2 separate regions of the Sus scrofa genome follow, and region 2 is linked to region 1. Evidence: chromatin contacts called from public HiChIP or PLAC-seq data. All regions are on one chromosome and are shown on one strand. The core of a region is the stretch at or near the end of the contact, and the rest is flanking DNA. Distances in the headings are between cores, read along the strand shown.

Region 1 (2,607 bases), core at 61-2,560:
GAAAGTAAGGAGAGCCTCAATAAAGACCAAAATAAAACCAGTTAAAGGGGAATTCAAAAAAACAAACAAACAAACAAACAAAAAACCCACACAAACAAACCCACAAACAAAACGAAAAAACCCGGGTCAGCCAAAATTTTATAAAGAGCATCCCGAATTCAGCACAAGGACAGACCAAGTGGTTAATTATATGGGCAGGCAAAAGTTCCCTTGTCAATGGCAGGACGGCAGGGGAGGCCTGCCTTTGTATCAACGCAGAGATGGAAAGAAGCATAACTGAAAAAAATTAATTATTGAACAAATGATTGTGAGCTACAGTGCCAAAGTGAAATATACCGAGTTATTCTCTGGCTGGCCTTGGCCAAGAAGACAAATGATTTTTTTCCTTCAATTTAAATTACCCCTTTGGATCAAAAGAGGGCTAAGGGCCCAGCTGGGAAAAGAAAGGGAAAGTTTGGGGGGAGCATCTAAAGGGGGTGGTGGAAGTTCCACAGCCCGGATCCCCGAGAGGGGTTGAGAAGGGAAAAGAGCGGCGTCGCGGCCGCGGGCTGGAGGTGAGGAACACAGCTGCCGGCCGATCCCACAGCGAGAGCGAGAAGGAAAAGGAGGAGAAGGCGGCCAGCAGGAATGGAAGCTTCGGCGCCCGTCAGTTGTGGCCGAGAAACTCCGCCGGCTTGGGCCGGGGAGGAGACAGAGGGGGTGGGGTCTCGGTCCTCTCTCACCGGAGGTTGGGGGGAGGCGGGAGGGGACGCGCGAAATGCTGGGGGGCGGTGGGGCCGGTCAGACACCTACCTGCGGGTCCCGGGCAGCCGCCCCAGAGCGAGGCCTAGTGCATTGCCGCCGCCTCCAACCCTCCACGTCGCGCCGAGGCTGCTGCTCCGCGGCCGCCGCCGCCCGGAGCCCCGCTGGGCCCGAGCCCGGCTTCCCGCCCCCGCCCCGCGCCGGCTGGCTCGTCAGCCGGGGGAGCAAAGGGTCGCCCTCTCGAGCCCAGCTCCGCTCGAGGGTTAAGAGGCGGCAGCGGCGGCTCCCTCACGTCTCTCCCGGGTGTCCTGTCAGCCAGCAGTTTCCCCCGGGTCCGCAGCGCCGCCTCCGCCGCTGCTGCCACCGCCTCTCCCACATCCCCGGCCTCCAGAGGAGCCGCTACCGCCGCCTCCGCCGCCGCGCTGCGACCACTACCACTAGAGCTTCTGCTCCCTGCTCCACTGCCTCCCCTCACCCCGCCGGCCTGCCGCGGCCCGGCCAGGTCCGGGGAGACTGCTCCAGAGGCCGCCGCGAGGGCGCCGCAGCCCCCAGCCCACAATCCACCGCGCGGCTCCGCCGGGGCGGGCGGGCCGCGGCCCAGGCCGGGGGGGAGTGTTCGCAGCCTTGGGAGAGGGCCGGGCTGGGCGCGGGCGCCGCTGGCGTTCCCCCGGAGCAGGGAATGCCCCGCGCGACTGCTCGGCGCCTCCTCTAAGAGGCCTCCACGCAAAGACAGAAACTCACGATGAACTCGACTTTTCCCCACGACCCTTCCCTTCCCCCACCCCGAGGTGCTCTCTGGAGCAGCCGGGTGCCGCCGGCCGCTCCCCCGGACGGGTTCGCGACCCCTCTGCGTGGCCCTCGCCCACGCCCCAGACCAACCGACTCCAAACATCTCAAAGTCCCCAGCACATATTAAAGTAGATACTTCCATAACATTCCACCTTTCCTTTCACACTTTCAAAGTGAAAGGCTGTTCACTTTGAGTTTCCCAATTACATGTCCTTTGAAAGGTTTAAGGTCACCCCTTCCCCAACAATCCATGGACTCCGGAAACAGTGCATAGTCTCTCTATGGAAGCCTTCCCCCACCCAGTCTTTCTCCAAAGTTTCCCCTAGTTCCAGGGCCTCCTCCCAGGCACCTATCACACTTCTCTGGCGCTGAAATCAGTCATTCCTGCTATTTGAGATACTTGAAGTGTGTATTTTTAATACCACCTCCCTGTAATTCTTGACAGTAATCCAATTCAGCCCGGTTTCAGAGGGCTAGTAATCTTAATCCAGTGAAATGAAATCCACAAGAAAGGGAGTATGTTAGAATATTTTTTAAAAGAGAGGAAAGGGCCGTTTGAGTGCTTATGTCTTAATTTAGGAAGGTTTCTTTCAATTTTGAAACCATATCTTTGCTTAAAAATATCAATATTTCAGGCATTTATAAGACTGTTTAAACAAATCAAAAGTGAAAATAACAGTTGGGGAGAAAAAAAGTTGATGCAAATTTCACTAGTAAGAAGTCATTCTGGAAACTGCAAACATAACACTTTGTGAAACGGTATTTTACCCACTAAAGAGCTAAAGTTGAGGGGAAAGGAAGAACAAAAGAGAAGCAAGCAGCAAAAAATAGGTGAGAGGAAATTCTTATATTATGTTTTTCTAAATTCAATTCTTTACAGTTTTATAATAAGGAGAGTAAGACTATCAACCTCCAATGTGAACTATATTTAACTGTAAAATGATAAATCCTCCTCAATCTCTGATCTCATAAAGCCAAATGACCTTATATTATGAATATATCAAAGAAAGACTCACCAAATTTTGTCAAAGGGCAGAGAGGAAAATAATTTCACTTTAAGTCTAAAATCAGTTCATA
Region 2 (2,607 bases), core at 30-2,529, 170 kb before region 1:
AATCTCTGGTAAGCCGAAACATTTTTAAGCACTGTAAAAATAACCACTGGTGCTTCAGGTTCTCTCCCTTGCTGAAGTATCCATGGAAAGCTGGAGTTTTAGTGGTGGAACACCCCTTTCCCAGTCGTGGGAGGTGGGGCTCTCACACACGGGATCCGTCGCCGGGATCATCGCCCACTTCAGCTGGGTTCCCTCAGGCCGCAGACGTCCCGCCCCCTGCCACCTCCGTACATTTCATTGGCCAGGGCCTGAATCCGCCTCGGCTCCTGACTGGTGGCTGCTCCTATCTGTCTGCGCGGCGGGGACATTTCCGCATTGAGGGGGGCTGCTCCGAATGGAGGGGGAGGGGAAGTGTTTAGGAGAAAGGGGGGGCTTTGGGTGTTGCGAGACCGCAGCCAGGTGGACAGAGGGGGTTCAGTAGCTGGGCTGCGACCACTGGCGAGAGGCTGGAGGTGTGCATGTGTGAAAGGAGAAGGGGAGAGAGAAGGGTGCCGCAGAGGTGATAGTCTCTCAGTCTGCGAACCTTCTTCCGGGGGCGCCATAAACGCCCCCAAGTTCTCAGCTGCTAAAGGAGGAGGTGGAAGGTGGGTCTCCGAGGCGGTTTGGGGAGGGGCCGGGGCGGACTTCCCACCACCCCTTGGGCGGGTGCGTTCCTCCTCTCTAAGGCGTTTAGAGCCCCTCTGCCTGACCCACAGTTTGGCCCCAGAGGCCGAATTTGGGTTCGGCCAGGAGGGACTAGAATGTGCAGTAGTCCGGGCGGGCCCTCCCGGGCTCCTGTACCTCGGACTCGGGGCGGCGCACGGGTTCTCCCCTCCCGGGTGGCCCCCTAGTGTCCTCTGAGGGGGAGGGGCCCTGGAGCCTTCGGCCCCTCCCGGGAAAAAGCCGCCGCAGTGTTGCCGCCACTCGCAGCCGGGAGGGGGGCGCCGGGAGGCCCTTGCACGCCCGCGCACGGAATTTTTAGCACCTCCTAGTCCCGGGATATTTATGGGCTGGTAGAAATGGTTCCATGGACCCTCTTTGCGCCTCTTTGCCCCCTCTCCCTCCTCCCGACCCCTGTTTGGGCGGGGACTGCAGTTGGCCGGAGTTTTCCGGGGAATGGGCCGGAGCCTGTACGGCAGCGAGGGGAGGGGGAACCGGGGGCGCGGCCCGCCTTTGCCTGCTGCTGTCCGGCCCCGGAGGGCGTGGGGACCCGGGGGCGGTGAAGTAGCTGCTCTAGATCCGCCTCTTTCATTGATGAAATTTAAGTTCTTGTGATTTTACCTTTTCCGGGAGTCTCCATCTGGCCCTCATTTGTGTTGGGGTGCAGTGTGGGCTGGAGTTCCAAGCAGACTCAGTCGCACCAAGTTTCTGTCTTTTGGAAGTGGGGAAGGTTCTCCTGGGTGGTTTTTTTTTTTTTTTTTTTTTTTGAGGTAGTTTTAGTCGCTTTTAAGAAATACTCCCATAAGTGGCTAAGCATTGGAAGAGGAGAAAGAACTCGTCGGTCGGTTGTTAAAGCAGAGGTGGAAGAGAGACCCGCTCTATAGCGTGACTCCTCTAGAAATTTAAATATATATACAAAAGCCAGAGTATTTTAATAAATCCCTAAAATGTCGAGATTTGTACAAGGTAAGACACGCTTCTTATCTCCCGGGTTACTTTAGTAGTACTGAATTTGGGTACTGACAGTCGAGAGGTTGGTGGGTGGTTTCAAAGTGGAAATGTTCATTTGAGATACTGTTTGCAAAACCCTTTTCGTTAAACTGACATTTGAGCTGTCTTGAGTGCTGGCTGGGTTGGTGTTTCAGATACGTATAATTTATACCCTGGTACTCTGCTGCGTTTAGTTCTGCCTCCCTGGAATCAGGTTAGTAGCACTCTGGCTCCCCAGGATAGTGGCTGAAAATGAGAAAACAGGATTTTGGCTGCTGATTAATCCCTGTTCTCTTTTCTTGGTCGAAGTCAAGGTAACTCTGTGGGTGCAGATGGGAAGAAGAACTGGAGGGCTGGGGAGAGGCAAGTGGGTTTTTGCCAGGACTGTTGGGGAAGCTTTAGTGTTCTCAGCTTCTCCATTGGTGTGTACGTGGTTTGAGTCTCAGATTCATTTATTGCGAAACCGGGAGTAGCTCCTAGAAGCTGGAGGTCATTTCAGTAGGAGAAATGACTTTGCTGCATTGCTGTGTTTATTTATTTTTTCCTTCTTTGAAATCTGGAGGATTATTAAGGTTTCTTTGAAATTTGAAAATTGCCCTCTAAATTCTGTGTGTTTTTAAAAAAGGGTTAGGGAATGCCACTCAACTGAGTTGAGCTTTAACATTGTGTATACGTCTGTGAATGTGAACACATTGAAGTTGGTGCTACCTTAAACCTCTGTCACTAATTTGTAGCATAGGACTTGCCTTGTGGTATGCAAGTAAACCCTTCTCTTTCCGACCCCAGAGTGTGAAAGCTTCAGCCATCTTGCTGAACACACAGCTAGTAAAGTTCACAACCACTTTTTGAGACTGTCAGTAAATGTAGATGTACCTTAAAAAATTGTGCCAGTAATGGTTATCATTTGACCCTGGGCATGAAAATACCCTAGTAGGTTTTAAAGTACTTTATTAACTCTTTTTTCAGTTTTGTATATAA

What was found. HiChIP or PLAC-seq counts read pairs in DNA pulled down with a chosen protein or histone mark.
Region 2: an H3K27ac HiChIP or PLAC-seq map of alveolar macrophages shows a contact between it and region 1. The contact joins the promoter of LOC106507380 here to the promoter of VPS54 in region 1. A contact is called at or near these places in 5 of 47 Hi-C or Micro-C datasets (fibroblasts, heart right ventricle, liver and 1 more) and 2 of 2 datasets of contacts at active chromatin or transcription factors (alveolar macrophages and skeletal muscle).

Annotation. Positions count from the first base shown.
Region 1 is chr3:77,854,796-77,857,402 of Sscrofa11.1, reverse strand. It overlaps VPS54 (vacuolar protein sorting-associated protein 54), which reads right to left and starts at 1,310. Exons shown (of 23, transcript XR_002342640.1): 1 at 793-1,310.
Region 2 is chr3:78,029,435-78,032,041 of Sscrofa11.1, reverse strand. LOC106507380 (proline-rich protein HaeIII subfamily 1-like) reads right to left here and starts at 1,279. Exons shown (of 2, transcript XM_013987892.1): 1 at 1,261-1,279; 2 at 180-1,207. The coding sequence starts at 1,279. The coding sequence ends at 180. UGP2 (UDP-glucose pyrophosphorylase 2) reads left to right here and starts at 1,409. Exons shown (of 10, transcript NM_213980.1): 1 at 1,409-1,605. The coding sequence starts at 1,587.